Linked DNA regions of Capsicum annuum: region 2 is linked to region 1. The links are chromatin contacts, called in public Hi-C maps. All regions are on one chromosome and are shown on one strand. Each heading gives the region's core, a stretch centred on a gene start, on an enhancer-like site or on the middle of the called end of the contact. The rest is flanking DNA. Distances are from core to core; before and after follow the strand shown.

Evidence for each region. Hi-C and Micro-C count contacts between places; a contact is called where the count stands out from the background.
Region 2: a contact with region 1 is called in a Hi-C map of bud, with 3 times the contacts expected there. The contact joins the enhancer-like site here to the promoter of LOC107858457 in region 1. A contact is called at or near these places in 2 of 5 Hi-C or Micro-C datasets (bud and leaf).

What each region holds. Positions count from the first base shown.
Region 1 is chr2:28,738,233-28,744,948 of UCD10Xv1.1, forward strand. LOC107858457 (chaperone protein dnaJ C76, chloroplastic) reads right to left here and starts at 2,307. Exons shown (of 4, transcript XM_016703121.2): 1 at 1,885-2,307; 2 at 435-691; 3 at 165-348; 4 at 1-68. The coding sequence starts at 2,232.
Region 2 is chr2:28,889,779-28,896,494 of UCD10Xv1.1, forward strand. LOC107858456 (a long non-coding RNA gene) reads left to right here. Exons shown (of 2, transcript XR_001670997.2): 2 at 2,186-2,727. Among protein-coding and RNA genes, the nearest start is that of LOC107858456, 12 kb to the left of the region's middle. Within about 2 kb of position 2,418, at least 3 of the 5 cell types and tissues checked have an H3K27ac peak or open chromatin away from gene starts, as enhancers often do. A contact at or near this core is called in bud and leaf, where this site is marked.

The sequences.
Region 1 (6,716 bases), core at 1,057-3,556:
AACCAATTTGACATTGCTCGGATTGCTTGAAATGCTGACATTCGTGCCTCTTTTTGCATGTCTGATGCCTGAAATATAGCAACAGTTGTATGTCAAAACGGAAGTTTCCCACTAAATTGCTTGTTTGTATCAAAAGAACAATTGTGCTCATAACAAGTTTTTGCCTTAGGATTGGTTTTGGAAGCTTTGTTCACGGAATCTTGATATCTGCTCTGGAATTTGTCTAGATCATCAAATATATTGGAGGTGCGAGCACCTACTGTATTGCCAGCACCAATTCTAACATTGCCCCGTAGCTTCTTGGACATTAGGAATTCAAGTGCAGCCAAATTTGACCTCTCAACAACTCTATGAAAATTTCATGTGTCAGAAAGCAAGAAGAACAAGTGTCAAGTAAAGAGATTATCAAACAACAGTTATGTTACAAGTCTTACGAGATGCAATCAACTGGACATGCATCTATAGCTTCTTGAATTTTGGCTTCTGTATCAGCCCATTGAGCAACAACTCTGGCTCTTCCATACATGCATTCAACAGCAAATGTCTTTTCAGCCAACAATGCACATTTTAAGCAGCCGACACACTTTACTTCGTCAACAAACACAGCTCTTTTTTCATTCTCTTCACCACACCATGCCGAATACAAAGGTTTTCCTGTGTACCCCCTTAAATCTGCTATTTTTGTCAGTTCCTGCATCATATTTTCCACCAAAAGGAGCAACAAATCAACTGATTTTGATCTTCTAACAGCTTAAGCTCACTTCTTAAAGATCAAGCTTTAGGGTAATACAAGTTAGAAACGGAGAGGTGAGAGAAAGAGTAGAACTTTTTTTTATTGCACTTCTAAATAAGATATAGTCTACCAAAGAAGTATCAAGGTGGATTCCACTGTGAATCTAGGATTTAAAGTCAGTAGGTTCAAAATCAATTTGATCTTATTATATTTCTGATCTTATTATATGCATACATTTTAAAAGTCCTTACTTATTTACGCATAATTCAATCAAAAGAAATAGATGACAAAAAAAGATCAAATGTGACTGTTATTGGTCTTCTATGAGCTTCCCAATACCGAATTACCAGAATCAAACTTTAGAAATGCCGAATCAGATATCAAATGTCCACTATTAATAAATTGTTTACCATATATATGGTCAACTTTAACGAGTGATCATATGTTTTGCATGATCTGTGAGGCCAAATTCATAATGTTAGGGCTTGAGAGTGGAGATCTAATCTCTATATGTAATTTTTCTAAAAGCTAATTCGTCAAATGTTGGAACATATTTTTTCAAAATGTTTCTTTCATTACGTCATTATCGAATTATCGAATCGTCGTATGAAGTTTTATTACCGTACCAAAATTTGATTTGTTGAACTAAATTTAAAAAGTTTGATATTTGATATTACTTTCAATTACCGATTACTAAACTTAAACTTTAAAAATACTGAATCAAGCACCGAATATTCACCCTTAAACACGTATTTTATATTTATCCAGTAGCCTACAAGTTGCCCTTTTATGTTTCCCCTTCCTGGACGCTAGTAAAAAAGAGCAATACAAAGTGCTGTACTAGAAGTTTACTTGTTATTTTAATAAGTTAAATATATTTTTGATTAATTGATGCTAGCTATTTCGTTGTCCATATCTTGCATTAATTGGGTCTTCCAGAAATTTTCGACAGCTTTGAGACCCATATTGTTATGGGTTAAAAATAGACTGAAATTCAATTTACAACATAAGTGATCTAATATATTAAGTATGAACTATATGAGCTGAAATTGTCGGCTCTACCTAGCCAATGCATTCAATTGACCCGAAATATAACTGATCCAAGAACAGTGATTAATGTAAGGTGCTCCATGAAACAACTATGGACTAACCTTATCATAAGCCATCCGTGCAATAGGATCAGAAAGAAGAGCATAAACTTCATTGAGTATAATAGCCATGTCATGGCCGGATGGTCCGGCGATATCTGGGTGGCATCGCTTCTGAAGCATCCTATAGGCCAGCTTAATCTGTGCCTGGTTAGATGAACTCTCAACTCCAAGAAGATCATAGAGGTCAAAATCAGTGATTGAAGAAGTATGAGCACTGCATATCAGTGAATTATTATAAGTATTTTTATTATGAGATTTCCATGAATTTGCAAGAGGAGCTCTTGGATTTGGAAGTTTGTTTATGCTTTTTGTAGGAATGGTTTGTATGGGCAGAGTAGAAGAATGCATTTTTTCCGCAGGGGGGGAACAGATAGATAGAGAGAGAGGAAAAAGTGGTAAAAAAGAGTAAGGCCTCTTCCATCTGGTTTGGGGTAGATATTTTGTATGTGGAAGATATTTGCATATTTCACATCACGAGAGACTTTGACAAGTTTAAATTTGCTTCCTAAAGTGCCAAAACATCCTTATGGTTCATTTGAGCATTTTAATATTTTATTAATATTGCTTATATCGATTTCCTTCATATTGATTATCAAAGTAGATGTTGCTGGCTGTTGAACTTCCACACTTCTCCATTTTCATCTCTCAGATTGATGGATTTCAGAGTATCATTAGTGACTAATTTTGATTATAGATGATTACAAAGGCATTACTCCCTTATGTTTCTAGTTTTTGTTATTACACATTCGTTATTTTAATATTTTATTAATATTGCTCAAATCGATTTCCTCCATATTGATTACCAAAGTGTATGTTGCTGGCAGTAAGAGGCAACCAGGATTTTGAAGTCTGTGATCGCCAAAGGCGCGCATACACCCTCGAGCAACGCTCAAAATGTGTTGAGCTCTCGCCTTACTTTATGTGCAGTTTAGGTTCTATTTTTTAAGATATATTTTTCGTTGTCAATGAAGCATCCTAAAGAGACAAATACTAAACAATTGATAGTTCACTTTATAAAAAAAAAATTAATTTCTTTGTTCATATATTTGTTATTCATGCTTATATTATTAGTCTTGGACTAGACATATATTTATATTTTTTTCCTTTATGCCTTTTTTCGTTAAATCTCATGCGTTATTTGTGCTTTGTACTTAAATCAATAGACCTTGAAGTTTTTTTACACTTTTTGCTTTTAATAATACTGTGGTGCACCAATATTATCTTAACGTAAACGTTAGCAAAACTTTTAGTGTCGATTAAGGGATATTATTATATTCGATTGATTGCCAATGACATGAATAGTACTGAAAAAATAAATACATAGAATAAATATAAATTCTAAGCTAATAACTTTACTTTCTTTAAATATGTAATATATTGACTTTTAACATTTTTCAAACATTGATTGTGGTAGCTTAATGGTCAAGGTAGGTTTATCATACAAGATGGTCGTGGGTTTGAATCCCCCACTGCAGTAATTTTTATGTTATAAATTTAGTAAACTCTGAAGCACTGAAAATAAAGCAAAAATATTGTGCTATTGCAGGATCGATCCCTGGTCATGTGGGGGCAAGCGCTGGTTCCAACATGATATTCCCCAAAATATTATTTAAATGAATAACGTACAAAAATATAAGGAATTAAAACAAATAATATCTGAAAAAACGTAAAGAATTAAAAATAAGGATAAAAAGACTACAATATAACATAATTGCCGGAGTTACTAAAAACTAATTGTAGGGGGTTGCGGCTTAGGCGCGATACTTTACGAGGAAATAAATAGTTATTGGGTAATAAGTATTTATTTTTATATAATGTATTTTGTGAATATTATTTATTGAAATATTTTTCATTTTTATCTTCTTGACTTAAGATGTTTTATTAATTCATATTCTAAATTAGATATTACCGTAATTAAATTATCCAGTGTTCTAGGATCCTCGTTAGTACTATGTAATCTTTTGTATTCTTGGTATAAACTATATAGTTGAGTTTTGATTTCTTTTAATGATTTATTCTTTTCGTAAGATGTATCCATTAATTTATGTAATTGTTAAATGCTTTGTAGTAATATTCATTAACTGTTTTTCTTCGTTCTTGTATTTTTTATTTTTATATATTTTATTAATATATTCAATTTTACCGATATTCATATTTTGAGGGGTGATTAAATGGTAGTTGATTAAATGCTTTGCTATAATATTCTTTAGTTTTTTCTCTTAGTTTTCGTAAGTCTTCTATATTGTTTTTAAGATATTCTAAATATTCTATATCTTTTGTTTTAAAATATTCAATTAAATTCGTTTTTATAAGGTTTTCTATTAATCTTATTTCTTCCATTTCTTGTTCCCAGTATTTTAGATATTCGTAGTTTATCATTTTATCCTTCTAAAGTAAATGTATAATAATCTATTCTACTTGCACTATATTTAATATCTTGTTTGAGGTTATTAATACTACGAACTATTTTTTCTTGTTCTCTTCTTAATGAATTTTTTAAACTATCTAAACTTTTATCTTTGCTTTTTTCTAAATTTTTCAAGGTTTCGTCTATCCATTTTAATTTTTCTATTAGATTTTCCATTATTTCTCTAATTTGTTTTCTATAATCAATTTTTTTATGTAGGTCTTCTTGGTTTTGTCTAATTTTCTTAATATATTCTGACATTTTTAGTCTGTATAATATCCATCTGAATCTAAATAGTATTGGTGTTCATAATATATGAGTAAGCTTTCTATACAGTTTAATAATTCTTCCTCTTCATAATCTTATAATTTTTCCCGTATTATTTTCTTTATATCTATAATTTCTATATCTCTAAGTATATATAAAACAAGTATTTTAATATCATCTATCATTTAAGCTTGATTAAATGCTTTTTCATAATATTTTTCAGTTGTTTGTTTTAGTCTAAGTAGTTCTTGCATATTTTCATTAAGAAATTCTATATATTTTATATCTTTAGTTTCCATGTATTTGTCTAAATTTACTTTCATCTGTTTTTCTATTAACTGTATGTTTCTCATATCTTTTTTCAAAAATTCTAGATATATGTAATTTATCATGGTAAGTATTTGTAAGAGTAGTTAGGTAGGCATGGTATGTAATTTATTCTAGTCATATAATATTTACCAAATGCTTTTTTCTAATATGATTTTTCTTATATCTACTACTTTTATATCCTTAAGTGCATACAAAATAAGTATTTTAAATTTATCTACCATTTCGTCAGATAAATAATTATTCATTTTTCATAAAATTGCTATTTTCAAAAATATTTCCTTCAATCATACACATAACAAAATATGATCATATTAGATTACTATATACTAGATCATTCTTAAATAACATGTTCGTCGGTCACTATTAGCATGATAATCCAGATGCTTTTTTCTTAAACAACACCTCAACTCTGGCTACTTCCCACCACGGCTTCTTGCCTTATTGGTTTCACCTTTAGGATGACATAGTTCTTAGGAATTTTTCTCCGTTTTCACTTTGCTAATAAATTTCTTAACATGCTATTCTTCGAATAATTCTACTATAAAGCAATTAACATGAACTTATCTTATTATATCATGATTGTTAGGAATTATGAATTTAGCTATTCATAATAGTGAATAAATATACCTGTTCTGGTAAGTTTGATAATCCTAAGTTTTGTTCCTTCATAGATTTTTCCATTGAAATATATTTGTTTTTTAAATAAATAAGCAAAATATTTATTGTAGACAAGAGAGAGAGTTTTTGCTTCAACGCATGAAGGCTTACCCTTCATCTGAGCAAATGCTCATTTATTTATAGGTTGAAGTTGTAAACAAACTTTACATGCACATGTCTATTTTAAAGACTAAAAAACTTTAACAAAAATGTCAAAAAGGCTAGGCTATAGGCTATAGCTGTCTAACAAAAAAGTCTTTATCTACTAAAAGACCAAAAATTGTTAATACCTAAGACTTTTTCTATACAAATTTTTACAATTTACGTAAAGAAAATTATGAAAGTTATCTACATGTCACTTTCACAATTTAATAGCTTGTCTTCTCCATTATTTCGCTCCGGAGTTATCTCTTTTTTGTTGTATCTGCTGTTTTTCTATTTCTTCTCAGTGTAGCATCACATCTGGAATAAAGTTGTGCTTGCTACTACATCTGCTGCATATGCGCTTTGTATTTTTGGCCAACTTTTTCACAAAATTGATCCATAGCTTCTTCTGAAATAATTCCCTTACTGATAGATCTTGTTAATGGTTGTTCTTCTGGTCTGAGGAGTGTTAATCCCCATTTTCTAAGCTCTTCCATGTCATGGTCTCTAACTTCTTTGCAAGTTGAATAAATCAATGCTTGGTTCCTTGAATTATATATCCAAATTGGCTTTTTATTTAAATAATTATTAAGTAACTCTGATAATATATTGCTTATTCCAATAACTCTTTTGTTGCGATAAAATGCTGGTATCTGCGTTTTTGGTATCTCGGTCTGTTCATATATTTCTTTCAAAATAATATAATCTCTGGTCATACCCATTTTGACCACATTAATAGTCTGTTTAATTTCGTCAAATAATATTTCTGCTGGTGCGAAATAAAATCGAACATAGAATAATTGTTCGTTGGTAATTCTCTTGTAAGTCATAAATTCTTTATGAATTTCTGGTATTTCTGCTAACTCTTCTCCATTGGTTGTGTAAACCGTAGATAATAATCCATAATAGTAACATGATTTAATAAAATTTGGGCTTGTACCTGGTAAGACAATAAGTTTATTGTAATTTTGGCATTTCTGGATAATATATCCTTTTTGTTGTGCGGCTAGCTCTTCACTTTCAATAG
Region 2 (6,716 bases), core at 1,168-3,667, 150 kb after region 1:
ACTCCAATAATAATTGGCACTTTTTATTGCTGACATAGCTCTATAACTAGACAAGGGAATGGCAATGAAGTTGCAGTCTTGATAGCCTCACAACCAACTCATCATTATTAATTTTGATGATATTGATCTCTAACCATTCCATCAAACTTATGTTCTCTACAAATCTTTACTCATTTAGGTTGTCGTCAACACCTATAGGAATCAATCATAGTCTAACCACAACACACTAAAACTTTGCTGTGAAACTCCGAGATAATTTGGCTATTCATTCCTTATTTTTCAACCATGAAGGCTCTCCATTCTCTTTCAATATTTGATCCATCCATGGACTCTGAGTAGAAGTTATCTTTATTTGATGATTAAACTTTAGGGTGATGGTTGGAGTTGTATGAATTTGACCAAAAAGAATCTGGTTGATTGTATGCTCAAAGAATACCATGAAAATCCCCCGAAATGTAACTCCCACAAAATTTGTTTTGTCACTAACCTTTTTCCCCTTCGGGAAACCCTTCTCAAGAACTGCCGAATAATTTTCAATCAAGTCACAAATGATTGTAGGGTAATAAGTATGAGGTGGTGTGATTAGACAACCCAACTCATACTCATTGAACCATCGTGCAATATTTAGATACTCTGGCAAGTCGATTGTTACTATCTAGTATTTTTCAGCATATGGCCTGCATGCTTCTTGGTTTGGTTGGTTCAAGGCTATCAAAGTAAAGTTTTTCTACCCCTTAACCTTATATCTAATGGAATCTGACACCCCTGGAGCTTTTATTTGAATTACCTCACCCACTTCTTGCTTGTATTCTTCTTTTGGACTATTAGCAGCTTTAGTATTATCCTCCTACTTTGGGTTAGAGCTTGAACTATCACTGCTCTCCTCAACACTACTTGCTTCCTCAATTGAAAACTCATCCTCCTCTTTAAACTGGGTGCCTGAGCGTGCTTCTTCGCACTTAGTCTAGTATTATAGGGTGGGACCTCAGTTTAATCTACCTTGTTATTAAGTTCATCTCTCAGTCTTGAAGTTGGGGTATATTTTTCTTACTCTACCTCTTACTGTTTGTCTCTTTTGAGGCATTGTAGCTATGGAGGGAACAAATTATTTAATGTATAAAACTAAGCCTGTAAGCAAAAACTTAAAGTCAAAATTGCAAATTGTTTGTGGTTGATGATCGGAGGTGATGGCTTGTCACATATATGATAGTTCATCGACTCCCTCGTCAGTACTTTCTAGTATCTTAGTAATACTTGACGGTTTACCTGATGGTTCACCATAAGTCTTACAGATCATTAGATGAACCTTTAGGCCAAAACAGAAACCACAACTAATTTTTAACTTTTGATGGTGAACTATTATGAATATGAAATTTTTTCACATGTTCCGTCATGGATAACTACTGACTTTTTGCTTCTGTGGGGCATTTTATCGAAAACTTGGCTTACAACCATTATTCCTTGCTTATCATTTTCTCGCTTGATCCTATTTGACATATTTGACTATGCAACAACACTTATTTCAGTTAGGTTATTCAGAATTCACCCACTTGAATTTTGCATAAATCAAATTTGAGCACAAAAAAACCATAATCAAAATATAAACGTGAATATTGATGGTTGTGTTTTGTCAGAACTTGAGACTACTCCCTGGGCATAACACGGTGCCTAGGGTAACAAGTGATCCCAAGCTAATCGATGGTTCTTGTGCGTAAGCTAAACTAAATGATGAAATAATAATCAAAACCAATATCAATATCAGAGTTTAAAGCCACAAAGTTGAACATCTAACTGTATGTCTAAAAGTCTACTAAGATGAGTTGCTGGTAACTGTGAAAAAAAATGAAGACCAAAAATAAAAGGCTAATAACTAGTCCTCGAATGATGAAGATTCGTGACCTTTGTGTATTTATGAACCTAAGTATCATTATCTACATGCTTTTAGCCTAGTTTTATGGACTTCTTGTTTACATAATGAGTTGTTATGGTGTAATTGAGTATATATGTGTTAAGGTACATGGTTATAGTGTTTAAGGTGAGTTCAAAATGAGTTCATAATCAAGTTGGTCACATAGAGTTTAGATGTGAAAATTAGTGTTACTAGATTGAGCTGTATGTTATTCTAGTGTATCTCGATGGACTTTATTGTGTTGTGTGCACTAATTTGTGTTGTTTGATGTTATAGGAGACCATGTGTGATGTTAAGAGAAATGTTCGGGAGAAGAAAAAGCTTAAATAATGTTGGAAAAGCTATTACAAAGTGCAGAACTCAAAGGCAAATGGAAGGAGTCTGCTATAAAGAGAAGTGGACGATTTGAGAACAAGGCCCTCGAAAACCTCCAAGATAAGGGTGTGCCATGCACTAAAACACAAATTAAATATCAATTTCCACTGTGCATCCATGATTATGGCATGTCATATCCCTAAACACGCAGATACAAAGGCGTGACACGCCCAAGGATAAAAAATGGCCTAATTGCTTCCATACTATAAATAGGACATTAGATCTTAGTGTTAACATCTTGGACCACTTTGGAGATGGAAAAACACATGAGGAAGCTGCAATATGGTTCTTAATCTTTGCTTTAGGTTAATTTTGGTTTTTACATATGAATTTCATGTGTGCAATTCGTTGTAAACTATAAGTGGCAACACCTTTGTTCAAGGGTTGAGGCCAAGAACTTGAATACTTATATTATAATTGAATTGGTTTAATGTTGATTATCACGTTTGGTTTGTTATGATCCATTTTCGAAAATAAAAAACGTTCCCTAACTTCGTGGCTAAAAAATGAGAAGAAGTCTTCATTCTTTTTTATTTAATTGAAAAATAATTTAGTGTCGCCACTTAATTTTAGGAAAATAAAGAAACCATTAAAAAGGTAAATTTGAAAGAAAATCACTTTTTTTAAAAAATTACTAGAATCTAGGTAATGGGTCAAGTAAATTTGAAAGAAGGTGTTAAGACACTTTCGAAAATCCACAAAGTGTGGTTCCTGACATATTTAAATTATTTGGCTAATTTTTGAAAAGTTTTATTAAGTTATTAAAATCTTGAACTTATTTTACAAAAATATTTAATTTATTTAATAACAATCTATTAAGTAAGCTAAACATCAAAGTTTCAAAATAATTCTAACGTTAACAAATTGATTCGTATTTAGACTTTAAATTAAATAATTAATTCAATTTCTTAAACATGGATATAAGCTACTTAATAACTATGAAGGGATATGAAAAAATCCCCCAAGTTATTCTACGAGCATAAGTTTGCCTAATAGAGCGAATTAAAAATTTAAAATATTAAACAACCATCATAAATAAATAATTTAAATATAATTTGCTCCGCAAGGATTCATCCATATTAAATTAAATATACAAACAAATAATTAAATTAATACAAGGAAATAAAGGGAGAAAAGATGAGATTTGGGCCCCTTTTAGCCCATTTTCAATTCTGGCCAGCTCTTTGGACCCTTTTTAGTCTTTTTCAGCCCCTTTCAACTGTGTATATCAATTGTATCTCACAACTCAATTTCTTGACATTTTTCTGTAAAATTGGCGTATACATAACCTAAAATCAGTCGTATGCACCCTCTTTGATCCTTCATCTGAATATTGACACTCCTTTTCTCATATATCACCTGTATATCATGTATATTTATTGTATATCTTTATATACAACCTTGTTTCTTCATATGTTTAGCCTATTTTGGATTTGATTGGGGCTTAACTCATCATTTTGGGGACCCTAGTCTTAAAAAAATGCAAGGAAGTCCATTTGAAATAATTGAGGAAGGACATGCATAAGAAAAACTAAGAAAGGATTAATTATCAAATTAAAAGGGAACCAAAAGAAAAACTATAAATTCAACTTATCGTTAAAGAGCCATTTAAATACTACTATAATGACTTATAAAATAGACCCAATTAGTTAATTATGAAAATCTACTAATGACACGATTCAAACCAAAACCTAGTCATGTCAGGTGCCTAAAGCCTAATTGGGATAGGAGACCACCCCCAATATCCAACCATAATTGCCCAACACCCTATGTCAGATGAATTCTGAACATATAATAAGATAGAACAATGAATAATTAAAGATAATAATAAAACCCATAATCATAACCATCCAATCATCCAAGTGGTGTCAGCCCTAATACCAATACCAATGCCAAGGCTGACACCAATACTGACACCGTCCAATCCCATAGTAGTCACACAAAGCCTCTAACCGAATACAAAGAACATCTGGTAGGGACATGCCCCTGAGCATAGACAAAACCAAAGTCTAAGAAATAAACAAAAGTATGAAAAGATATCCATAACATGAATTGGAGTCTTTTGAAGTAAGGAAACTCACAACTTTAGTCAGACATCAATGTTGTCTGTGAATCCAAGTCGCTGAGTAGGAGTAGTAGTATGACTGATTCCTGCATCACGTTGGGATACAGCTCCAGAAGATGGGATAGCGGATAAAAGCTAGCATGTACTAAGGAATAAGGATAAAGTAATGTCATTATTCAAAACCAAAGTAAATATCCATATGCAGTTACCTTCAAATATATCTATATATATGTTATGCTGGGAACATGAATTGGAGTCCTCCGAAGTAAAGAAACTCACAACTTCAGTCAAACATCAATGTTGTCTGCGAATCCAAGTTGCTAAGTACGAGGAGTAGTATGGCTGGCTCCTGCATCACGTGGGGATACAACGCCCAAAGATGGGTTAGCGGGTGAACGCTAGCATGTACTAAGGAATAAGGATAAAGTAATGTCATTATTCAAAACCAAAGTAAATATCCAAATGCAGTCACATTCAAACATATATATATATATATATATATTATGCTGGGAAAATAAATCGGATTTAGTATGGAGTTAATAATCTTTAACATGGGCTGGATAGATTGAACATCGTAGAACGACCCACGGGCTATATGGGTCCTGTATTACCCCCTAAACAAACCCTAGTGCGTGTAGCCGTACGAACCGGAGATATCCTAGGTGTTGGGGATTCTTATGTACTCTTCGCCCTCCATGAAAAATATATACAAGTATAAACTTAGGAGATTCTCGTGTACCCCACAAGTATATGGTCACCATGACCAACCCTTATGTCAGCAAACATGAGTTTCCAATGTCCGTCCATTGGACTCACACCTTCATGGTTAGCTATCACAAACCGCCATTATTTTCCAATTAAAACTTTTAGTACATAACCAAACCACCAAATCCAGAAGTTAATTACCAAGGCATTATGAAATGGTATCGTCATACCGATTGTATCTTGCAAGCGATGTCATTAGCCAACACCTAAGGGACTCTTATGTACCCCACAAGTATTCCCATTCAACTAAGTCATGGACACCAAGGCCTTTACGATCCATTTAAAACAAATTTAAACCGATTTAGGTTCCATTACCATCTTATGTAATGCAAAGTTTTCAATAAAAGTCAAATTATGTGACAAAAACATTCTCATTGGCATTTTAACAAACATATTGAGGGCATATAGTTTCCAAAACCAAAACTTAGAACCAATTAACCATTCCCATGCAACCACATGTTCAAACCAACATGCCTTAGTTAACTAGGAAGACGGAGAGAAACCAGCCTTAAAATCCTTAATTGACCACATTGAAGAAACCCTAGCCTTTTCATTAAACTAAGAGCTTGAGAGAGATTTTAGAGTGTTTGATTTGAGAATAGTAGGATAATAAAGTCCCAGGAGTAGTTTAAGTCATTGGGTCAAAAGAAATAAAGAGGGGAAATGTCCAAAATACCCCCAACTTAAACTATAAAAATTTCCGCAGGTGGGTACTTTTTGAACCCCTCACTCATACCCACATCATATGAGTGGTACCTTATACTCATACCTTGATCAGAAAGTTGGAAATCACATTCCATCCAACATACGACTTCTTAGCCTAAATCGTACCCTACCCATACAACTAGTAACCTTCAAGTTGTATCCTAAGAAGAACATCTAGGTTAGTCACTAGGTAACATACGATTTGGACCCTACTTCTCGTATCATACACATACGACCTGTATGGAGTCTTTTATACTAAGAATAGAACATGACCAACATCACACTAACCAACATATGACTAGGGTCCCTAGACTCGTACCCACACCATACAAAAAGTATGGTGAGTCATATGATCAATAGAAGGTTCAAACTCACGAAATTTTGTAAGGGCTAGAACCTAGGGTGTTTTAATTCCCCCCCACATGGATCATTCATCCTCGAATGATGTAATAAGGTAGTACGAGAATGATTAAACCCCCAAATTATTAAACCCCCAAATTTCTCTACCCTTACCTGTAACCAAGTTAGAAAACAAATATACCAAGGAAGTAAATCTTTCCCTCAAAAAAGTTTGAAAACAAAGATGTTATGAAAAACACATACCTTCCGCGTGAATTTCTAGAGTAGAAAACAGGAACAAATACTTGGACTTCAGGTCCTGTTCAGCTTCCCATGTCTCCTCTTCCACCTTGTGGTTCCTTCACAAATCCTTTACCTAGGACACATCCTTGGTTCGCAACTGATAAATCTGATGATCCAAGATCTCAACCGGGATCTCTTCATAAGATAGAAAATTTGAAATACCAATATCCTTGATAGGCACAACCTACAATGGATCACAAATACACTTCCTCAACATAGAAACATGAAATACCGAGTGAATGGAGCTCAAAATAG